Regions from separate parts of the Hordeum vulgare genome. Here region 2 is linked to region 1. A link is a contact called in public Hi-C data. All regions are on one chromosome and are shown on one strand. The core of a region is the stretch at or near the end of the contact, and the rest is flanking DNA. Distances in the headings are between cores, read along the strand shown.

Region 1 (6,189 bases), core at 1,919-4,418:
GCTCGACAATGTACTCGTATGTCGCAACCAACCGGGGTCTGGTTCATCTGACGGCTCATTTGGCGACCAATTTGATCCACTGGACTGGCTAAATAACCCGGCAGGAAATGGTACGTCCACTTCAAAATCCCTGTGCGTTTCCACAGGAATCCATCGGCCGGTGACCGTCTTATCTCCTACCTAAAAGCTAGCCATTTTTTGTTTTGAGGGGACTAAAAGCTAGCCATTTGGAAAGTGGAGCTTCCACTTGGTTAAGTTAAGACCTGAGTGAAGGACTGGTCACCCAGCACAAAGGGTTTGGAAGTTGGAACTGGAGGGCGACATGCCAAGTCAATGCCCCCCTAGCCAAGTCACCTATACTACCACCTGGGCGAGTTCATGCATGGATGCCATGGAACGTACGTGAAAGAGGTAAGGAATTAAGGTGCGTGCATACCTGCGAATGTGGTCATGACGACCTCGTAGTGCTGGCCGACGACGACGTCCGTCAGGCCGACGGGCTCCGACTCGCCGTAGCACGCGTTGGGGCCTGGGGCGGCCGTGCAGCCGGGCCTGAGGGGGATGAACTCGAAGTAGCCGATGTCGGGGAGCACGGTGAAGGTGGCGGACTCCGGCGGCACCGCCGGCTCCACGTTGGCGCCGATCCACCCCTCGGACGCGCCGTACTCGGCGGCGACCAGCGGGAGGCCCCCCGCGTAGTGCCGGAGCTTCTTCACGTAGTGCTCCATGGATCCCGTCATGATGCCGTACACGTACTTGGCGTTGGGCCACAGCGCCGGGATCACCCCGTACCAGTTGCTCAGGCCGGCGCACTTGCGCGCCACGGCGTCGGCGAGCTCGGGGTTCGGCCCGGCAAGGAGCGCCGACACGGCCTGCCGGACGGCCGGTGAGGTGACGCGCGTCGGCGACAGGGCGCCGCGGCGGATGTCCGCGCAGAGCTCCTCCCACACCCGCTCGAAGGTCTGGAAGGCGACCACGACGCTGTGCGCGAAGGTGGCCGACACCATCTGCACCTGGCCGGCGGAGAGCAGGCCGCAGAGGAGGTGGCAGTAGAGCGACTGCGCGAAGTCGGCGCCGAAGATTACCTCGTCGGGGCTGCAGCACTGCGACTGCACCACGCGCATCGTCGCCTTGAACTCCTCGCTGCGGTACACGTTGGTCGTCGCCGTCGTGGCCGTCAGCCCGCCCTTGGTCGTGAACTGCCGGCTGCTGTAGATGAACTGCAGCGCCTTGCCGTCCTCAACGGGGAACTCCCTGCCGTTAAGCGGTCAGCATAAGCACCTCGTTAATGGAGGTCACCAACCGAAAAACCTTCACTAAAACTAGAACGAGAATGACAGGCCGTCGGTACAAGAGGAAGAAAGGGAGGTTGCAGTCGTACGTTAGGCTTATCGCGTCGATCACAGACTTAATTCTAACTGGTTATGCAACTGATTACTCCATTTCAACTCACAGATCGATCCATACTGTTGGTTCACGTGAGATGTATAGATTGAGAAAACAGGCGAATTATGGCGGAGGACGACTCCCCGGATCGAGGCCGGGCACCAGAAGCGAGAAACTAACCCAACGAAATCTGGGCGGGATTTGCTCTGTACCTGTTCCTGAAAGCGTAGGAGGTCCGGTATATCTGCATCGTGGACTTGACAAGCTCCTCGTTGAACAGCAGGTACTTGCGCTTCCCCTGCGTCGTGCCGGAGCTGCAACACCAAGAAGCATCACCATGATCAATCCTTGAGGAGAGCTTGTATAAAGAGGAGCTAAGCCGTAGGGTAGGAGCCTTGATTGGCAAGTGGCAAGGAGCGACCAACCTTAGCGAGATGGAGGTGACGGGCTTGCCGGTGAGGATGGGCGTGGCGTCGCCGTCGACGATGCGGTCAATGTAGGGCTCAAGGTCGGCGTGCGTGGCGAGCGGCACGCACTCCTTGAAGCTGGCGGGGTCGGTGCGGCCGGCGAGGCCCAGCCGCTGCAGGTACTCGGTGGCGCCATTCTCGGCAAGGATCCGCCGCAGCGTCTCCTGCTGCACAATGTCGGCGTCACGTGTCAGCCGCTCGAACTCGGCGATCACCATCTCGCCGCTGAACTCGCCGGCCTTCTTCTCCAACATCTTGCTGCTGCTCGCGGAATCGAATCACCACCACTGATGGAGTGATGCTCTCTACCTCAGTTGGGTTCCAGTTCCAACCTGCTGCGAGCCGCTACAACCAAAACAACAACAGGAAGAAGAGCCGAAACCAAGTCAAAAACATGGAGGAGTGGGGCTAAGTTTCGACTGTTGAAGAAGAAGAAGGTGACGTCAGCGATGGAGATTTTTTGTCTCCGGCATCGCTCGTGTCCTCTTTTGGATAAAAAGCTCGAGCAGGACAAAAAATTGACAGCGGGACTTTTCTTTGCCTCTTCGACGAAACAAAACGAAACAGCAAGGGGGCAAACGAGAGGAGAGGATCGTGAGAAGAGAGCGCCGGAAACAGTGGCCACAGGTCTGCCGGTGTGCTCCTCGCTGTCCGTGAGGTGAAACTAAGACCGAGGCCTCGAACTCTGCTCGCTAAATCAGTCCAGCCCAGAGACAAAGATCCAACAATCCTCTCTATTCTTCCGCTTATTTTATCTATCTATCTATCTCTCTCACGCAAAATGATGAGAGGAGTCTGCGGAGACGAGACGAGCTGCGGGGAAGGAGCCAAGAGCAGAGCAGAGCGGAGCAAAGGGACGACGCAAGAGACAAAGAACAGCTGGGGAAGCCGAGAAAGAAAACACGAGCTGGAGCCCGCCCACTCACCTCGGGGCGTCCGCCGCGGGGCCGGGAAGACGACGGCGGCTAGTCGCGCCGCGGCAACGGACAAAGCACGGCGCGGGGAGGAGGCGAGGCGCCCGCGTCTCCGTCCTTTTGCCCCTCCGCTCAAACACCTAGGCGCGAGGAGAGGAGAGGACACACACACGGAGCGGGCAGCGCGCAGTGCGGAGTGGAGAGTACGGCGAGGAGTAGGGGACGCGAGTGGCATATATACACACACGCGCTCGATCGACCTCGACGGAGTGAAACCTGTGTCTCGTCTGTGTGCGAGCGGGACTGGGGGAGTGGCGGTGTGCTACAGAGGAACCAGTGATTTTTTGCCATGGGTTATCGTTGACGGGACATGATCGCCTTTTCTTCTTCCTGTGGCATGACACGACGGGGCTGCAGTAAGAGCAACCCCAACCAAGCGGTCCAGACACGACGGGGCTGCAGTAAGAGCAACTCCAACCAAGCGGTCCAAACGGATGCGTTTTTTTGTCCGTGTTTTACCTGTTTGGCTCGACATGTTAATCTTTTTCATTTATATTGATTGTGTGCTTTTTTTTTTCGTGTTTTATCTGTTTGGCTCGACATGTCAATCTTTTTTATTTAGATCGATCGTGTGTCTAACGCCTCAATCCATTTTTGTAGTTTTTCTAAATTTTTATTAGATATGTTATAAATTAAAATATAGCTAAACATTTGTTTGAAATACATTTAAAAGTTTAAATTGAATAAATATCTTATAGTTTACAAGATAAATAAAAAATTAAATAGTTTTAAATACATCTAAAAGAAAATGTTGTCGATACATCTATTGGTTGGCGACATGAATTCACATATGCTCAACCAAATCATTTTTCAGCTCCATGTGAGTTTTCAATCACACATTTTATGATGAAACTCGACGAACTGTGCAAAGGTTGTCCCTTCAACATGCTCAGGCACAACATTGTCATGGTGAAACTGAAACCCTTGATCACACAGATATTCTGGACGCTCATCCTCTACTATCATGTTGTGCATGATCACACAGGGTGTCATCACCTCCCACAACTTTTTGGTGCTGCAAGTACCGGCGAGATACCGAACGATGCCCCATCGAAATTGAAGAACACTAAAAGCACACTCTACATCTTTGCGAGCACTCTCTTGCTCTTGGGATAATCTCTTTATCTTCTCTTTTGTAGGGTTGGAGATTGTCTTCACAAGAATAGATCATTACAGATAGATATCGTGAGCTAGATAGTATCCATTGGTGTATTGGTGGCCACCGACCTCAACATTGACCTCCGGGCAATTGCCTTCTGTCATCCTAGCAAACATAGGAGAGCGCCGGAGCACATTGATATCGTTGTGTGATCGGGCTATGTCGAAGAAAGAGTGTCAAATCCAAAGATTTTGGGAAGCCACGGCCTCAAGTGTGGCAGTGCAAGCTCGCACATGGCCCTTATACTAGTTGTGCCAAGAGGAAGGGCATTTTTTCACTTCCAGTGCATACAGTCTATGCTACCAAGCATCCCCGGGAACCCCCTGCTAGCATTCACTGCCAGCAACCGTGCTATATCAGCAACAATTGTCTCTCTCAAGTACTAGGACCCAAACACAACTATGACGGCTTTGCAAAACCTATACATGGACTCGAGGCATGTGGATTCACTTATTCAGACATACTCATCAAGGAGATCACCAAAAACTCCATATGCAAGCATTCAAATGGCAGCAATGCATTTTTGATAAGAGGAGAAGCCAATCTTTCCAAGGCAGTCTGTGACCGCCCGAGACCGATGCTCCAGAAGGTTCCCCTTTTATTCTGTTGCTGCCGTGTGATTATTTTATTTGTCGCATCATCATCGCATCATGCGCATCATCTGCATTGCATCGGCATCCCGCTGCTGTCAGTTTTCAAAACTTTCATCCGTTATTAGTTGCAGGTTCTCTCCGCGTTCGTCGTTGCCCGTTTTGAGCCCAACCACAGACGCACGCGCCTATGGCATCGTTTAAATCTTGTTTTTAAAAGTGTGAATAAAACTTTCTATGATTTGGTTGAAACTTGGCGTGCGGTCTTATTTAGTTGTAGGTAGGCCGCCTGCCAATTTTCGTCGCAATCGGAGTCTGACTGGTACCCGAACGGTCGACCGTAGCGGCACCGCATTCGGTTATTCGTCAGACGTGTTTCGGTGTTTTAAATCGCGATGCCGCGCCGCTCCATTTCCCTCTTGTCTCCGGCTAGCCACTCTACACAACCACTTAGCCCGTCCCGCATTCGAGACCGTTCAATTCCGATCGTGCGGTTGAAACCGGGGCGAAAAACTCCTAAACCTAGCCCACCTTCCCTATTAAAACAACCCCCCTTCCTAATATGGACCTAAACCCTCTCTCTCCCTCGTTTACCGTGCCACCCCTCAAACCCTAGCACAGCCCCCACCTCCTCTCTCCTCCCTCAGCAGCCGGGGCCCGCCCGAGCCCGCAGCCACTTACCCATTTTTTTTCGTTTTGGTCGACCAGGCGTCCGATCCGCTCGACCCATTTTTCATCCACAGGGCATGCTTGCAACCTTTTTTTTTGTTATGTATGTTAAATAAAAACACAGCTAAACATTAAATTGTTTTAAATACATTTAAAATTTTAAGTTGGATAAATATCTCATAGTTTATAAAATAAATTATTTCAAATACGTCTAAAAATAAATATTGCCGATACATATATTGGTCGCCGACTTGAATCCACACATGATCAACCAAATCATTTGTAGTTGCGTGTGAGTTTTCCAATCACGCATCTTTTGATGGAACTCGACGAACTGTGCAAACATTACCCCTTCGACATTGTCACGTTGAAACTGAAACACTTGATCATAGAGACGTTTTGGGCGCTCATCCTTTACGATCATGTTGTGCATAATCATGTTGGTTGTCATCACCTTCCATAACTTTTTGGTGTTCTAAGTTCTGGCGGGATACTGAACGATGCTCATCGAGATTGAAGAACACCAAAAGCACACTCTACATCTTTGTGAGCGCTCTCTTCCTCTTGGGAAAATCTCTTTCTCTTCTCTTCTACACGGTTGGAGATTGTCTTCAGAAGAGTAGACCACTATGAATAGATATCCTCAGGTAGATAGTATCCATTGGTGTATTGATGGCCATTGATCTCAACATTGACCTTCGGGCAATTGCCTTCTGCCATTTTAGCAAACACATGGGAGCGCTGGAGCACATTGGTATCGTTGTGAGATCCGGCCATGCCGAAGAAAGAGTACCAAATCCAGAGATCTTGAAAAGCTACGACCTCAAGTATGACAGTGCAAGCTCGAACATGACCCTTATAATCGTCCTACCAAGCAGAAGGGAGATTTTTCCACTTCCAGTGCATGCAGTATATGCTACCAAGCATCCCCGGGAACCCCGTGC
Region 2 (6,189 bases), core at 2,100-4,599, 140 kb after region 1:
GTTTGTCATGCCAACTGAAAGATAACTGCTGGACTATATGTGCTAGCTCCATGCCATGAAAAAGGTGCCGGTGTACAACTGGATATGGCGTGTCGGCTTGATAAAACAGGGTGCTATTAGGCGCAAAACGCGTGGATCACGATCATGTCAAACCAAATATAATCGTCCCATACGTCAAGGCTACCGCGCAAGGCAACTTTCATCATCTCCGTGGCAACCCCATCCGCGCCTCTTTATATGTTGACGATGCGGTCATCTTTATTGCTCCTATCAAGAAAGATATACAGTTCCTTGCTTCAGGACTCTCTGCCTTCGATGGCGTCATTGGATTAGTCACCAACTCAACAAGAGTTTAGAGGTGCTCATTCGTTGTGCCAATATTAACCTTGATGATATTCTTCAGGCCTTTCCGGTGATCCGGACGTCTTTTCCCTTGCGGTATCTTAGTCTTCCCTGTCAGTCACGAGACTCAAGCGCATTCACTTCAATACCTCGAGGACAAGATTGCGGGCAAACTGCCGACTTCGTGAGTTATGCATGTACCCTCCCATGAATGCATTCTTTTGGTCAAAGCGGTCCTCACGGCCATTGCGATATATCACCTCATGCCAGTGGAGCTCCTAGTTGAGGTCCGGAAAAATACCGATAGCCTGCGGCGTGCTTATCTTTGGACTGATAGTGATAAGGTGTCTGGCGGAAACTGTAAGGTTAACTGGGAGCTTGTTTGCAAACCCAAGATCATTGGCGGCCCGGGGGTGCTTAATCTCGAGAAATTGCGACCGCCCTTCTTCTTCGCTGGCTTTGGCTCCAATGGACCGACCCTCCTAAGACTTGGGTGGGAATGAATACACCATGTAGCGACAGTGACATAGACCTATTCTCGACATCCACGATTGTGATAACTAGGGATGGCAAAAAGGAAAAATTCTCAAAATCCTCTTGGTTAAATGGCCACGGCCTAAAGATATTGCGTCAAAGATCTTTAAAATATCCAAAAAGAAGGCATGTTTTGTAAGTAAGAATCTACACAACAACTTCTGGATCCGACAAATCGACGTAACACACGGACTCACTTTGACACATATCCAAGAGTTGATGGTCCTTTGCGAGATGATTGATGGTGTAGCAACCAGTCTTGATGGGAAGGACATTATATCATGGAATTTCACTTGCGGTGGCGAATATTCGATGACTGCGATGTACATGGCGTAGTTCGAGGGACTAGTTCTAAACCCAACTTCCCTCACAAACTTGAGGAACCGGGCTGCCCTGGAATGCAAGGTCTTCACTGGGCTTATCATCCAAAACATTGTGAGAACCATGGATTGGTTGCAGTGACATGGATGGCCAAACTACGGTCAATGCCCTCTATACAATCAAGTGCAAGAAACCATCGTCCATCTTCTCTTCGAGTGCAGATTCATTTCCCACATATGGAATGGGGTGGTCGCCTGGCTCGGCATACATGACCACTCACGGCGCCACGAAGACATGATCCAAGATTGGTGGATGAAGACGATCAACATGGAAGGGCATCTCAAGAAAGCTTTAGTCTTTGTTGTGATGCTTGTCATGCGGGAAATTTAGAAGAAGCGAAACGCGAGTCTTTCACAATACGGCTTCACTGACAATCATTATCGTCTCTAAGATCAAAGAGGAGGCCCATCTTTGGGCATTGGCAGGAGCCAAACATCTGAGTGCATTGATGTCGCGAGCATAATCTTTTATTTTTACCACTTAGCGGTTCTTGTCTAAACCTTTTCCTTAATTAATGAAAATGATAAAATTTTCGTTAATGTTAATGTCCACACGTGTGGCACGAAGCAACATGACCCAAACGCCTTCATTACCATCTATTTTTGTCACGTCAAAACAGATGACATCAACGGTAATCTTTTTTGTTTCAGCTTAGAAATGTTTTATCTCCTAATTAAAAATTGAATTAAAAATCCGTTTTCACCATTATATCCGTCTCGACGAGGTCTTCTAAACTAAATTCCATGTTGATATGTTTCGATGAAAAAAATGACCAAAAGTTGCCATGATGTTTATACTGTAGTTGTTATAGTGTTTACACTAAAATTGCCATGACATGTTCTATCTTTTTTTCTTCTATATTTAAAGCTATCGTTATATTTTCAACTACTTTTTCCTGCAATTTTTATTAATTGATCATGACAATTTTTAGTAATTAATCATGGCAAATTTGATGTATGGATCATGACAATTTTTAATAATCCATTATGGCAAATTTAGTTTATAGATCATGGCAATTTTAGTATTTTGACCATGACAATTTCAGTACTCTCACCATGGAAATTATTATTTTTATGAACCATGGCAAATTTAAGTGCATGTATCATGAAAAATTTACGTAATTTATCATGTGAGTATATACGCATATGTATAAGCGCTTACGTGTGTATTGTGTTAATTTGTTTTAATTCATTTTAGTTTATGGTTCACGGCAAGTCTAGTTTCTTAATTCTTCGTTTTATAATATGTCATAATTTATTTTTAAAGATAGAACAAAAAATAGCTAAACATATCATGACAACTTCAGTGTAAACATCATGTCAATTCATGTGCAATACACATGACAACTTTTAATTCAAAAAAAACACCGAAACATATTAATACGAGATCTAATTTCGAAGATCTCGTCGCGATGGATTTAACGATGAAAAAAAATCTATAATTAAAATTTTCATTTAAGACATAAAATAGTTTAAAAACTGAAAATTCAAAAAGATTTTTTCACACGCATGCGATGACGTGACATAATCTATGTGTTATAGATGTGTGAGCGAACGTCATTCCATACACGCGTGGACGTTATTGGCGTTAAAAAAATTGACTTGTTTAAAAGAAAAAATAGTCGTCCCACTGTGATACGGCATACCGTGCTGTCGGCACAACATGAAAAGCAGACACAAGATGACTGCTCAGAGACAGGAACCCTGTGGGTATTGCCTCGACGGTGCAGCGTTTCTGCTCCACACACTCATACAGCGAACGGTACCTCTCCAGTGGCATCATCGCCTGCCTGCCCGGGGCCGGAGACGGAGCCGACCGGCTGCCGCAGGAGCCAGGAGGGCCATGCCGGGTTTGTCTTTTGTGCGACGGGCTTTCTTGCGTTCGAGATGATGCGACTGTGCTGTGACATGCGGCGCGGCCGGCGACGAGAAGAAGACTTCCCCACAGGAGAATCGGCACGGTGCAGCTCGTGTCTCTCGCCTCTCGGTCGTGGTTTTTTTTTCTGCATGTCCGCACTGCCATGTGGTCCTGGCATGCCCCAAGCGTCGACCCCAAGACCCCGACTCCCCGAACCCAGGTTGGTTGCAGTGCAGTACTGTACAGTGGGTGCTGCGTAGAGTAGACGGCCGCTGGGTGCTGCTCACTGAGCAGTGTCGTGTACAAACGACCAAAACAGCTTGCTTCGGTTTAGAAAAAAGAAAAAGAAAAACTAAACAAGCCAAATCATCTCTGGAAAATGCATGCATCTGCCCAAGCCAGCACATTCAGCAGAATATAATTATTCGCCTGACCAGATGTGAACGATAAGACAATTTACCTCTCTTTTTTTCCTTTGATTGATAATCATTTGCTGCTGGTTATCTGTCCATCGTCCACACTCTGGGCCGTCCTACGTCAAGTATCAGTAGTACTCAAGTAGGCACAGCTTTTCAGTCAAGTCCTAGGTTCTTTTTTTGTAAGTCGGAATTTTTGCCTCATTAATTCATCAAGAAAAAAATTTATCAAGTTAATTAACAGAAGCCCGATAAAAATCAATACAAATGGAGCACAAACAAGCTATTCACAAGCAATGAAACCCCATAACCGCACAAATAGTCTGCCACACTCTCTCAATACATAACATTCATAAATTATGAGCCATCTCCCAACCCGCAACGACAACACGATCAAGTAGCGAGAGACGTCTTGCCTTTGGCACCATTTTTGCCTTTGCCCACCTTTTTTCTTGACCCCATATTAGCATCCCAGTCAGGAGGCAAGCAATCCATCTGCTCAAACCAGGTCTAGCAACCTCCGCGTTGGCTAGCAAGTCACAAAGTTTCTTCGTAAAGAGATCATTTGATTTTGAACTAGGTGCCAACACATGTGGCTCAATGGTCAATGCCACCACTATTAGGGAAAACCCTACCAGTAGTGCTGGCAGGTGCACTACATCTACGGTCCTACAACTATTTTTTAGCAGTAGCGCGCTTTCTACCCAACACTATCGGTAATATCCTATATTACTAGCGTTCCTTATACTAACGCTACAACTAACTATCTGCAGCGCGCATGTGTCAGGAGCGCTACTGTTAAACACATGTTGTTGGTAAACCTAGGACGAGCGTTACTGCTAGTTTTTATTATGTTTTTTGGCGGTTTTCGCTCTATTGAAACAAATACAACTTCTATACAATAAGAACATGCATATTCACCAAAACAGATACGATACCAAAATGTCTAATTGTCGGCATCGATGAATAAAAGGTGGTCTTTCATCTCATCTCATCATCATCACTAATGGTCGAGCACGTTATTACAAGTTTCGAAGAGATATCGATACAGGTTATTACAAGTCTCGAATACATGCAACTAACCATGGGCATACTCATGTTTCATCATCTATGTAACCTAGCTATGATCTGATCGCATACAAGAGAAGACCGACCACGATGAGCAAAAGCAAGATTATGTAGTAGTTCTTAATGCATCGGTTTTGATTTCTCTCTCGCGCTAGCATCCACCTCAAGTAACTAGCTTCCGCCTCAATTCTACTATCAAACCCTTTCTGGTTGCCGCCTGGGAAGCGATGCATTTGGGCCTGACACTCTGTCTGCTCCTCGTACAATCCCGGAACTCTCCCTATGTACATGGCATACCACCTCTCCATCGATGATCTATATACCTGTCAGAGATGCATATATCATCCAGTGAATTCAACGATAATATGCAACATAATATACGACGTCGGCCTGCGGAGAGAAAGAGTTAGCAAATAGAAGCAACATAAACATAGTTAACGAAATTCACTGTACCCAAACTAACTAACTAGAGTGCGGTAGCGCTTATATTTAATAGTTACGTCGTACAGATAAATTCAAAGTTTTGGTTGTAGAGAAAGTAACAACTAAACAGACAGAGTGTCATAATGAATTTAAGCAGTGCACTCGTGCCATCCATCCATATCAGAGAGGATGCACCCAAGCTTGTTGAAAGGCGTGTTGTCCTCGCGTAGTAGGGCTATGCGGGTGCGGACGTCATGCCGTGATATTGGACCGCCGTAGAGCATCCCATTCTCTTAAGTGACGTCTTTCATGATGATCGACACAATTTCCTGCTGGATGTGGTAGAAGTCATTACGTAGTCGACCATCTGGTACGTTTTCTAAGGCTTTGGGCCATCTCTGGATATGGGTATCAGATTAAGATGTCATGCGAAGTGATTGTTGATCCCTTCTGTACTCCAGCATTAGATGGATGACGTAGAATCCATCCTTATTACTTGTTGTCGATCGCTGGACGCAATAGAAGTTAGTCTTATGGCTGAAACACACCGTGCCCCTAAACGTCTTCTTGAATTCAAGGAAGCCACCCCACATGCTGAAGCCCACGAGAGCTCTATCCATAACATACTTGATGTATGTGTAATCTTTATTCTTTATGGTCATGGACGGGTCCAAATACAGAGGGCAGGACCAACATGGGTAAAGAACGATGAGAATGTCACTCTCGTGGCTGGGCAAAATAAATACACGATTAAGTTAGTATTCATGCGTGTAAAGTAATGATTGAAATGCACGAAAGTGTGTATGTGTTATAGTGGCTATCTACGGATGACTTATCAGAGATGATAAGGTACGAGAATCACTTCCTTGTGCTTATTGTTGACCATGAACTCTTTGATGTATTTCGTCGCATATTTACGGTTGGCTTCACAGACTGAGAAGAAGTCGTCACGCATGTAGTACTGGTCCGCGACCGCAATACTACTAATTTTCTCTCTCCTGACGATGTAGTTCATTTGAAGCGCAAAAAGACGAATGTATGCCAAACCGAGTCGCCTCATTAGTAACATCTCGAAGATGTAGTCAAATCACAGGAAAAACATGTCTGCAGGGTAGTCATGGATGTACTCCTTGCCATGAGACAACACATAAACCGTATTAAGCGGGTA

The links. A called contact is a pair of places that touch in the nucleus more often than the background predicts.
Region 2: a contact with region 1 is called in a Hi-C map of leaf, with 2.5 times the contacts expected there. The contact joins the enhancer-like site here to the promoter of LOC123443188 in region 1. A contact is called at or near these places in 3 of 6 Hi-C or Micro-C datasets (leaf and seedling) and 1 of 1 datasets of contacts at active chromatin or transcription factors (embryo).

The regions. Positions count from the first base shown.
Region 1 is chr3H:119,333,933-119,340,121 of MorexV3_pseudomolecules_assembly, forward strand. It overlaps LOC123443188 (jasmonoyl--L-amino acid synthetase GH3.3-like), which reads right to left and starts at 3,169. Exons shown (of 5, transcript XM_045119484.1): 1 at 2,780-3,169; 2 at 1,812-2,198; 3 at 1,599-1,700; 4 at 437-1,254. The coding sequence starts at 2,107.
Region 2 is chr3H:119,475,557-119,481,745 of MorexV3_pseudomolecules_assembly, forward strand. No RefSeq gene overlaps it. Among protein-coding and RNA genes, the nearest start is that of LOC123439652, 16 kb to the right of the region's middle. Within about 2 kb of position 3,350, at least 3 of the 3 cell types and tissues checked have open chromatin away from gene starts, as enhancers often do. A contact at or near this core is called in leaf and seedling, where this site is marked.